3 separate regions of the Mus musculus genome follow, and regions 2 and 3 are each linked to region 1. Evidence: chromatin contacts called from public Micro-C and promoter capture Hi-C data. All regions are on one chromosome and are shown on one strand. The core of a region is the stretch at or near the end of the contact, and the rest is flanking DNA. Distances in the headings are between cores, read along the strand shown. Region 1 has its middle 5.8 kb from the start of Gm39375. Region 2 has its middle 25 kb from the start of Elovl5. Region 3 overlaps Elovl5 (ELOVL family member 5, elongation of long chain fatty acids (yeast)).

Region 1 (3,642 bases), core at 744-3,243:
GGAGCTGGAGGCCAGCCTGGGCTACATGAAATCTTGTCTTTTAAAAAAGCTGCCTAATGCAGTTCCTTCCGCCATTGCAAAGCCAGCAGCACAATTAGAATCCTTCCAGCTTCAAGTCTTTCTCTGCTGTAGTGGGATACACTCTCCCCTTTAAGCCATGTAAGGGGCTGGAGAGATGCCTCAGTGACTAAGAGCACATTTTGCTCTCAAGAGGGACCTGGGTCTAATTCCTAGCACCTACAGGATGGTTTGCAACCACCCATAACTCCAGTCCCAAGGGATCCATTGTCCACTTCTGATCTCCTTGGGGGCCAGGTACTCACATGGTGCACATTCATACATGCAGGCAAACAAAACAAAACAAAACAAAACAAAACAAAACAAACCCTCGTACCTGAGATGAAATGAATGATGATAACTCCCACAAACCCACATTCCTGCTGGACTAGGTCCACCGGAATTAACATCCCCATCTCAGGACAGCTTCCCAGTCGCCTTTCCATGGACGACACCGTATCTACATCTTGTGGGTATAGGACAGAGGTGAGGCACGTTATTCAGCCTACTGCATGGACGAGCTCAAAATTTCAAAGAACAATTCAGGTGTTGGGAATGGATGTCACAAATATTGAAATTAGGATTATGTAAAGCACACAGTAAAAAGAGGGTTGACAGAAAAAAATAAAATAAAATAAACCCAAACAACAACAAAAACCCAAGCTGAACCAACCAACCAATCAACCAACCAACCAACCAACCAACCAACCAACCAACCAACCAACCAAAACCAACCAAACAAGAGGGCTGGAGAGATGGCTCTGAGGGTAAGATCACTGGCTGCTCTGGCCGAGGAGCCAGGTTCAGTTCTCAGCACCCACATGGCGGCTTACAGAGTCTGTAACTTCAATTCCAAGAGATGAAACACTCTCTTCTGGCCTCCGCAGGCAATGCACACACAGTGCCCAGTCATCTACGCAGGCAAAACGCACCTAGACACGCAGAGAAACAAAAATCCTAAGCAAAGAGCTAAACTGCAACAGGCATACACACCCTAGTTACCAGAGGCAGCACTGCTTAGCCAGGTGAAGGAGCCAGAGCAAGCAGTAAAGTATTATGGGATAGTCATAGTCTTTTTCTCTCAGAACTAAAACACTTAAACCACAGTGTGAAAAACAATATATTAGCATTCCTTAAACTGGTTTAAAGACTTGGTTTAATGATTTTTAACAAGAAAGATTCATGTTTATTATTATTATTATTATTATTATTATTATTATTATTATTATGCATGTGTGAACCCAGAACTTCTTCAAGAACTTGACCATTGAAACTTTCCAGCCTCATCTGCTTGATTTTCATGAAGGGCTGGGGCAGAGCATACAAAAAGCTCCACACAGAGATGTGGCCACACAGAGAATCTGGAGTTTAAGTTGAGGAAAAAGGAACACGACATCTACATCCAAGGAAGAATAGATCTGGTCTACAGAGTGAGTTCCAGGACAGCCAGAGCTATACAGAGAAACCCTGTCTCAAAAAACAAACAAACAAACAAACAAAAACACAACAAAAAACAAAACAAAACAAAACAAAAAAACAAACAACAACAACAAAAAAAACCCAAACAAACAACCAAACAAAAACAAGCAAACAATCAAAAGAATAGATTTGGGACCGTGATTTTATTGACCATTTGAGGATCGATACAAGAGGCAAGAACCAGATGCTAGGGGAAGGTCCCAAGTGAGCATGCTTCCAGGACTTCACCGTCTTGGCTGACCAGCGTCCTTGGGTGGATATGCTGTTTACCTAGAGGGTTCTCGGCGTCTCTGGACACCACCCACCTAGCCCTGGGAAGCATCTTGTGTCCAGGCTGTGCCATTCCAAACTGTCCCGGGCTAGCAGAGGAATTCAGCAAAATTGCTGCCCTTAAGAGTCTCCTGTACCGTCAACGAACAGGCCAGGCCAGGCCAGGGGAACACTGGCCAGAAGGTGGAGCCCACGAGCCTGGTGAAGTGCGGAGGTGGCAGTAGCTAAGGCTCAGTTCCAAGGCCTTTGCTGGGGGATTGGCAAGGCGCCATTAGGAATATAGCGTTGGTTTGCTCTCTTGGGTATCCAGGGCAGCTCAAGGTCGGGAGTATTCCAGGACAGTGTGTTGAGGCTTGCGCTGTGGGTGGCTGCTATCTGTTCCACCAGCACAGATTTCCAAAGGCAGGGTCACTTGGGCAGGTGATAAGCTTGTTTGTGGTTTAAACAGTTTGGGACCTATTCGCTTACATGGTTGTTGTGCTTCATCTAGGTTAACTGCCTTAACTGCCTGTCCTCCTAACCCTTGAGTTGCAAAGAATGGAAAGAGGACAGCGGAGAGACAGGGAAGCAAGCGGACCGTCTCCAGCCTGTGCGCCTGACTCAGTAGACTGCGGCGCTGGCTCATCCTGGGAGCGCAGAGGGAATGTCAGCCTCACACAGCCTGGCACCTTGTGCAGTGACACCTTCAGGGTTTGTGGGGACAAGCCGCCTGCCAGACACACGGCTTATTATAAGTCAGATGATACAAGTTTACATATGAATATGAACACAGGCAGCTTGAACAAGCCCAGTGAGGCTAATGAACTTCCTGATTGGCAAAATTAGAACTCTGATGCAAAGCATGGTTAGGATATGAAGGTCTTGGGTTCTGAAGGGAGGAAAGTCACTCTGGTAGGTAAGAGAGGTGAAACTCGGTGGCCTCGGTGGCTGACAAATTTAGGGTGCAGACGGAGGGAATTCGAAGAGCCATGCTCATACTGCGTTTGTGGTCACAATAAACAAAAACCAGTAAGCTAAAGAAATAACTGGACTATATGATGTTTATTAGACTATCTCAAACCCAGAAATGAATACACTATCTATCTATCTATCTATCTATCTATCTATCTATCTATCTATCATCTATCTATCTATCTATCTATCTATCTATCTATCTATCAGTTTGCATATGATATGGTGTCATTAAGACAAACTATTACCAAATAATATCTTGGGCTACAAAGATAGCTCAGTGGTTAAGAGCACTGGCTGCTCTTGCAGGGACCCAGATTCAAGTTCCCCAGCATCTTCGGGGCAGCTTGCAACCGTCCATAACTGTAGTTCCAAAGGGTCTAATGCCCTCTTCTGGCCCCCGCAGGTACTGCACACATGTCCCTCTAGAGTGGTCCAGCTTTTCTTAAGCTTTTGTTACTTATGTGTGTGTGCATGTGCTGGTGTGTGCATGTCACAGCACACATGCAGAAGTCAGAGCACAACCCACAGGAGTAAGTCCTATTCCTCCACCATGGGGGCCTAGGGTTCAAAATCAGGTTGTCTGAGCTGGTGACAAGCACCCTGATCCACTGAGTCACCCTAGCCAGTCCAAGATCTAGTCTTTTAAACCCCTCTTCTCTGGCCCTCGGTCACATGAGATATGAAGCATAAATGATAATCAATCACCTATTTAGTTCTGTGGACCACAGGAAAATGGTTTTCTTGCTATAAAGTGGTTTTGCTTTTTGATTTGAGATGGAGTTTCCCATATCCCAGGCTGGACTCCAACTCACACTGGGCATAGCTTGAACACATGTGACCTCAAAGCCAGCCTCCACAGTGACACACCTCCTTCAACAGGCC
Region 2 (3,642 bases), core at 380-2,879, 110 kb after region 1:
ATCCGGGGATCCATCCCATAATCAGCTTCCAAACGCTGACACCATTGCATACACTAGCAAGATTTTGCTGAAAGGACCCTGATAGAGCTGTCTCTTGTGAGGCTATGCTGGGGTCTAGCAAACACAGAAGTGGATGCTCACAGTCAGCTATTGGATGGATCACAGGGCTCCCAATGGAGGAGCTAGAGAAAGTACCCAAGGAGCTGAAGGGGTCTGCAACCCTATAGGTGGAACAACAATATGAACTAACCAGTACCCCCCCCCCAGAGCTCGTGTTTCTAGCTGCATATGTATCAGAAGATGGCCTAGTTGGCCATCAGTGGAAAGAGAGGCCCATCGGTCTTGCAAACTTTATATGCCTCAGTACAGGGGAACGCCAGGGCCAAGAAGTGGGGGAGGGGGGGAGAGGGTATGGGGGACTTTTGGGATAGCATTGGAAATGTAAATGAAGAAAATACCTAATAAAAAATAAAAAATTAAATCACAAGGAATAGGAACATTTGCAACAGTAGCTAGTTTCTAAATGAATATACACAAATATAAACATTTACAATGTGTAATCAGAGATGATAAGCCACAAACTAGTAATGATGACAAGAAGCACACCTTTCTTTACAAAGAGGAAACTTTAAAACTGCAGAACACATTAACATATACCTGTTCTAAGCCACCATTATAGCTTTAAGCTATTCACGAGTAGCATGTGAAGAAAAATGGCAATAGAAAAATTTCAAAACCATTCAACTGATTAAAGCTTTGATAGGTGTTTATGTGTCAGAGGATTTTGAAACAGTGAAAGGTTAAGGCTGAATAGTTTTGAAAGAACAGCTTGGCAATACCCATAAACTTAAATTAACCCAATAATTACAGTCCTAAAAATTGATCCTTTAGACAATTCAGTGCAAAAACTAAATTAAGCATATAACTATTTTTTTTTCGTAAGAAAACACTTTATATATTGACTTTTTATAATTTTATGTGGCTTGCCGGCTTGTATGTCTGTGTGAGGGTATCAGATCATGGAGTCACAGACTGTTGCAAGCTGCCGTGTGGGCACCGGGACTTGAACCCAGGTCCTCTGGATGAGCAGTCAGTGCTTCCAACCACTGAGCCATCTCTCCTGACCCTTGAATTGACCAGCGTTGTTATAACCAGCATTTATTTAAAGTGTATCAAAGGTTTTCATCTTAAACACCACCCCTCCTGCTCCCTTCCACTCAACCCCCCAACACGAGGATCCTGTCTGTGTGTGTGCTGCTGTTTATCAGAACAATGATTTATGTGTCATCAGTGGTGAGAAATTAAGGCCGCTTGGGGAGCAGTGCCATAGCTCCTTCACTAGGAGGACAGGCCACTTAGAAGGTGGCTATGAGGGACTTCACCCCAGGGGTAGCACTTCTCTGAAGGATTTACAGGGAAGATATGAGTGTCTGATTCATTGCCTGGAGAGGTGTGCCATTTTATTCCAACTTTATCAGAATTTTCAAAACTTGGGGATTTTCTTCCTGGTTGCCACATTTTTTATTTCCTACAGAGCAACCTTTACTCAACAGAATTGATATAGACACTTCCGGACTGTGCCACCTGGCCCTTTGATGGCTTCTCCAGCCAAATCCTGAACTGCAGACTGTGGTGTGTCCAGTCCGAAAGCAGAAGTTGACCTCTCTGCAGACTTTAACCTGAGCACTGCTCACACTAAATGTGAGATGAATATGACAAGACAGCTTACAGCTTTCCGGAAATTCTAGTCCATGGAGGGCATGTTTAAGAATCGTCATGACAAAAAAAAAAAAAAAAGTCTGTTCTAAACAGAATTCCCTTATTCCAGTGGTTGATAGTTCTGAACACTGGGTAACATTTCTCCACAGGATCAATCAATGGAGCTTAAATATGTGATTGCAAGTAGACAAGAGAGACAGAAGCAAACATTGGCAGCCTTTCTGTTTTGACATGTGTGTGACTTTAATACGATGCGATGCGATGTTGTTAGAGAGTGTCAGTGCGCATACTCCCTTAGTCCAGCAGCTATAGGATGACAAACGAAACTTTTGTAAATTTCCAGGCAACAGAAACATTTGGACTTTTCTTTAAAAATAAATTTCTAATCCAGGGGAACAGAATGGTATCTAACTTCTCTCTCTCTCTCTCTCTCTCTCTCTCTCTCTCTCTCTCTCTCTCTCTCTCTCTTGTAGATCCCATACCCTCACTAAAATGTTCTGAGTGACCCAGCATGCAAGAACATGTAGCTGGTGCCTGTCTTCCCTGCTGCCTCAGTAAGATTGCTATTAAAATGCTTTTAACTCTATATTTTAAAAGATGTAGGCATGTTTTCATCACCCAGGGAACGTAGGCATGCTTGGTCACTTCTAGAAGCCATGACTGTTCTGATTTTACCAGGTTTCTCCCACTGCAGAACTTCACACTCTTGCAACTCATTCTCTTCCCTTGGCATAGACTTCGGGGATTCATTCCTGTTTCTGCATGCAAGAGGGAGCAAGCGGGTTGCTCCCTTCGTTACTTAATTGCATTCCACTGTCTGAGCACATCAGTTTATTTTTCCTGCTCTATTGATGGGCACCTGGGTTGTTTCCAGCTTTGGGGCTATTAGGAATAAAACTGCTATAAGCTTTCTTACACAAGGCTTTTTGTGGGCGAATGTTTTCATTTATTTTGTATAAACACTAAAATTGGTATTACTGAGTCATACAACAGATGTGTGCTTAACTCTTTAAGAAATGGCTAGCTTGCCAAAGTGGTTAAACCATTCTGTATTCTTACCAGCATGGATGAAAAGTTCTGTCTGCTTCATATTCTTGCTAACCTTGGGTGGTGTCTTAGAGTTTTACTGCTGTGAACAGACACCATGACCAAGGCAACTCTTATAAGGACAACATTTAACCTTGGCTGACTTACAGGTTCAGAGGTTCAGTCCATTATCGTAAAGTCAGGAACATGGCAGCATCCAGTCAGCCATGATATAGGAAGAGCTGAGAGTTCTACATCATCTTCCAAAGGCAAACAGGAGAAGACTGGCTTCTATCGACCTAGGATGAGGGTCTTAAAGCCTATGCCCAAAATGACACCTTCCTCTAGTAAGGCCACATCTATTCCAACAAGGCCACACCTCCTAATAGTGCCCCTCCCTGGGCCAAGCATATTCAAACCATCATAGGTGGATATCAGTCATTTAAACTTTAACTATATGAATTTCCAGCAATATTATAGTTTTAATTTTCACTTCTCTAACAACTAAAGATGTATTTATTGGATATCACTGTATTCAAATGTGTTTAGTGGACATTAATGTAATTTCTTGTGAAGTTTCTGTTTACTTCTTATTTTCAAAAATTGATAAGGGGGACCTCAAAAAACTAAAGAGCTTCAGTACAGCTAAGGAAAGAATCAGTTGAGTACTGAGGACAGCCACAGAGTGGTGGAGAATCTTTGCCTCTGACAGGAGACTAACATCCACAGTATATAAAGAACTCAAAAAAAAAAAAAAGAATTAAGAAATAAGTGGTCTTATTTAAATATTGGCTATAGATATGAACACAGAATTTTCCAAAGACAAAATACAAATGGCTAAGAATTACCTAAAAAATGTCCATCATCCTTAGCAACTAGGGAAGTGGAAGATGAGGC
Region 3 (3,642 bases), core at 375-2,874, 77 kb after region 1:
AAGGGCCGCAGGACCAGGGTCTTCCTATGCAGGGCTGAGTACAAAGGCAGGCACCCAGCTCCTGCTGCCAGGCTTAGGGAAGCTGCCACAGAATACAAGCCTAGCTAGGCCTTTCAGGGAATGGAGACAGGCAGGGTGACCGAGAAAGGCAAAACTGTGCAGGTGCAGGAGTCGGTGGTGAGAACCTGCAAGGGACCTGGAGCCTCTGGATGAGGCGAGGACGGAAGCAGAAACACACAGAGGTAGCATCGGAAACAGAGCAGGGTCAGCTCCTTCACCAGCAAGGACACGTTTTCTTCCATCACTTGAGAGGCACAAGCATGAGCAAAACCCATCACTGACAGGGGTGTGAGGCCAGCCTTCAAATGGAGGCATTAGATTTCACAGACCACAGACAAAGCCACGCAGCCTGCAAAACTACTGACTAAAAGGCCCGTAACATCAGTGATTGGTCTGTGCACGGACAGTCTGTTCACCACACATGCTAAGCTGTAACCTTATTTTTTCTAGTGATTTCTGGTCTCTGTGAAAGGACTAGGCGGTTTGTCTCTAGCTGGAGGTAGTGTAAGAAGGCAGGAGCTAGATCAGTGAGTGATTCTCAACCTGTGGGTAGTGACCCCTATGGGGTGGGAGGTGTCAAATACCAGATATCCTGCACATCAGATATTTACATGACAATTCATAATAGTAGCAGAATTACAGTTATGAAGTTGCAACAAAATGAATTTTTTGGTTGGTTGTCACAACATGAGGAACTATATTAAAATGGTCACAGCATTTGGAAAGTTGAAAACCACTGCACTAGATGGTAGTGAGGATGCATCTGGCTTATGAGACAGAGAGAAAGGGAAGTGTTTTGAGGTCAGAGGTCTGCTGTCACGTGGTAGGGACAGCTCTGCTCCTGTGGGACCTGATGTCTATGTGATGAGCTAACTCAAGAATACAGTCTGGTGGACTGAGAGTGAGTGTCATGTACAGGAGATGGGGGAGGGGGGAAGGCTTCCGAGAGAATGGCATTCTACCCTGAGAGCTCGGGTAGGCTGGACAGTAGCCAAAACGTGGAAGACAGTGGTCCAGGCATGGGCTGAAGGCATAACCAACAGAGACTACAGGAAGTAAATGTCCAGGCTGACTCCAAATAGAAGGGGAGCAATTGTACAAAGTGAGAGAGACTCAGGCATGATTGTGCACACCATTAACCCCAGCAGCTGGGAGACACGGGCAAGGACATCTCTGTGAAGTTCAAGGCCAGGCTGGTCTAGAGTTCCAGGAAAGCCACCAAGGTTACATAGTGAGACCTTGCAGGGTAGGAGGGGACGGATCAAGGAGGGAGGAAGGAAAACTCCTCCCAAAACACACACACACACACACACACACACACACACACACACACAACCCCAGGCAGAAAAGCCAAGGCCCTTAACATAGATGAGCCAGTGAACACATTCTCCTAGATAACAAACTGAGCTCCAAACTGGAAAGATGGGTGGGGAGTCAGTGTGGCAGAACAGAGGAACAAAGACTGGAGCTCTTCCGGGCACAGACCTTCTTCAGTGGATGCTTCCATCCCTCAAGAGTCATGGGCAATGGGGAATCAGACAGGCTGGTGGAGGGGTGAAGCCGACTCAGGACTGAACGAGTCAAGCTACTGAACACTCAGCGAAACCCAACCCAGCGGCTCCAGCTTCTACTCCCTAGAGAGACCGTGGCTGAAGCTGCTGCAGGAGGCAGACAAGACACGGTTTTCTAGCTGAGTCAGTAGGCACTGCTGTGTGTGCGACCAGGCTTGGTAAAGTCTTCAAATGAATCATTGAGATCTCATAAAGATGGTGGTATTTATGGCCTTGATACTGTTTTTTGCTTTTAGTTTAGCCTGGCCCAAAGTTTTGGGTTTAATGAGGAATCAATAAAACATTGGTTCAAAGACTTGGAAGAGGGGGCACTATATTGTAAATTACAACAAAAAATAATTTAGGGTAAAAACACTAGGAAGAAAGGGAGGGGCAGCGATCACAATATGCAATCACTTATTCTATAAACATTTACGTGAAACTACATGTCACACGATGTCACACGACATCACACGATGCCACAGACAATGGCAACTGCCCCACACATTTCATGCTAACCGCATCTCTACTGTAGTCAAGACACGTCAAGGGACTGACGCATACCAAGGTTTTTCTATGGTTTTCCTTAAGGTTTTTCCATGACCCAACTTTTTAAACTAGAGGTCACGTTACTGGAAATCATGAAAAAAGCAACATGCAAAGCTGGGAACAGTAAAAGAGTCTTGAATGCACAATGACCAAAAATTAATTCCACATCAAACACGTAATGAACCCAAGGCATGTCTGCCTGAGCCCCTGCCCCCTGCCCCCTCACGTATGAACACTGCACTGCCTACGGCAACCTGCCTTACCCCAGCCAATGCCGGCTGAAACACCTCAGAGCTCAGCCTAAGTGCTGCTGTCCACTACAGACTGCATTTCTGCTCTGCATTTCTGCTCTGCCTTGAGAGAAGCATAGTAGTTCACTTATGGAAAACAAAGACACTTAATATTTTCCTACTGACATTCCTTGGCATGTAAGGACCAAACTAGTGTATTTTGATACTATATGGTTTTAAGTATATTCAATTTTAAAAACTGCCGTTGAAGCTGCAAGCTTGGATTTCACTAAAAAATAAAGCAAAACCAACCAAACAAAACAAAATCAGGATGAAGTTTAGCTTGGGATTAGGAAGGATTTCCAAAGTGGTCCTAAATTAACTTCTGCCAATTTGTACCACATATTTATGCAAAGCAGAATCCTCAATACTGATAATTACATAATCAAATCAATCAACTCTGAAAAAAACACTGAGGCTGCTTACAGCTGGAGCTGTTACAGCTCTCCAGGATTTCTGAGTATGACTGCTACTTCCTGGGGGCACCCAGTTTCACTCACATCATACAACTTAGGGCTCACGTGCCGCTCTACCCAGTAGGTGCTCCACACAGTAGGCCCCCCACACAGCAGGCCCTCACTACTCTTCTCGTAGCTAGTCTCAGCTCTTAAGATTCAACTCAAAAGCCACCCACCCACCTCCTATGTCTAACTCTCCAGGCCAGAAACAAGTCTACTTCTCTAAGATCCCCGACTCTCCCAGAAGCTGTAATGTGGTGGCTCACTCCTACAAATCCCAGGCCAGCCTGGACTACAGAGAGAAACCCAACTGCAAAGACACCAAGTGAGTGACCAAGAAGAGTTTCGTGTGTAACGTGACAACCTGAGACCAAGCCCTGAAACCCTCCCTGTGCCCCTTTCTCAACCAATATAAAAATAATAACTTATTTTAAAACAGAATAGCCTGAGACCCTGCTCGGGCAGCTAGTACCACTTTTGGCCAGCTAGGGTTAGTGCAGTCCTTAGCCCTCACTGGAGAAGTCTCTTTTTGCAGAGAGTGGAGGTTAAACAGAGCCCCACAACTGATCAAAGAACAGAGCAAGTGACTGTACGCTGTACGGCCCTAAACAGAACAGCTAAACCACCTCTCCCTCAGAGGCCTGGCAAACACAGCAGGTGAAGAAACAAACAGAACAATTCTTCGAGTCAGAGGCTGGGTTACTGTAAAAAGGTGTTTTCCTGACCTAAGGCCAT

Evidence for each region. Promoter capture Hi-C pulls out the DNA fragments that hold promoters and counts their contacts. A called contact is a pair of places that touch in the nucleus more often than the background predicts.
Region 2: a contact with region 1 is called in a promoter capture Hi-C map of liver, with 3 times the contacts expected there. The contact joins two enhancer-like sites. A contact is called at or near these places in 10 of 39 promoter capture datasets (the HPC-7 cell line, HPC-7-derived erythroid cells, cranial neural crest and 6 more), 2 of 15 datasets of contacts at CTCF or cohesin (large pre-B cells and pro-B cells), 31 of 484 Hi-C or Micro-C datasets (B cells, CD4 T cells, CD8 T cells and 19 more) and 6 of 115 datasets of contacts at active chromatin or transcription factors (CD8 T cells, bone marrow-derived dendritic cells, bone marrow-derived macrophages and 2 more).
Region 3: a contact with region 1 is called in a Micro-C map of granulosa cells, with 2.7 times the contacts expected there. The contact joins two enhancer-like sites. A contact is called at or near these places in 4 of 39 promoter capture datasets (liver, maxillary cranial neural crest and pre-B cells), 2 of 15 datasets of contacts at CTCF or cohesin (CD8 T cells and large pre-B cells), 31 of 484 Hi-C or Micro-C datasets (the 63-12 cell line, 8-cell embryo, the AML12 cell line and 23 more), 8 of 115 datasets of contacts at active chromatin or transcription factors (CD8 T cells, cardiomyocytes, differentiating embryonic stem cells and 2 more) and 2 of 9 other capture datasets (adipose tissue and liver).

What each region holds. Positions count from the first base shown.
Region 1 is chr9:78,005,197-78,008,838 of GRCm38.p6, reverse strand. It overlaps a transcript of Gm34829 not described here. Among named protein-coding and RNA genes, the nearest start is that of Gm39375, 5.8 kb to the left of the region's middle. Within about 2 kb of position 1,993, at least 44 of the 459 cell types and tissues checked have an H3K27ac peak or open chromatin away from gene starts, as enhancers often do. A contact at or near this core is called in CD8 T cells, the CH12 cell line, adipose tissue and 3 more, where this site is marked.
Region 2 is chr9:77,890,623-77,894,264 of GRCm38.p6, reverse strand. No RefSeq gene overlaps it. Among named protein-coding and RNA genes, the nearest start is that of Elovl5, 25 kb to the left of the region's middle. Within about 2 kb of position 1,629, at least 5 of the 459 cell types and tissues checked have an H3K27ac peak or open chromatin away from gene starts, as enhancers often do. A contact at or near this core is called in liver, where this site is marked.
Region 3 is chr9:77,928,278-77,931,919 of GRCm38.p6, reverse strand. The region is part of intron 1 of Elovl5 (ELOVL family member 5, elongation of long chain fatty acids (yeast)); the gene reads right to left. Among named protein-coding and RNA genes, the nearest start is that of Elovl5, 13 kb to the right of the region's middle. Within about 2 kb of position 1,624, at least 128 of the 459 cell types and tissues checked have an H3K27ac peak or open chromatin away from gene starts, as enhancers often do. A contact at or near this core is called in CD8 T cells, the CH12 cell line, adipose tissue and 2 more, where this site is marked.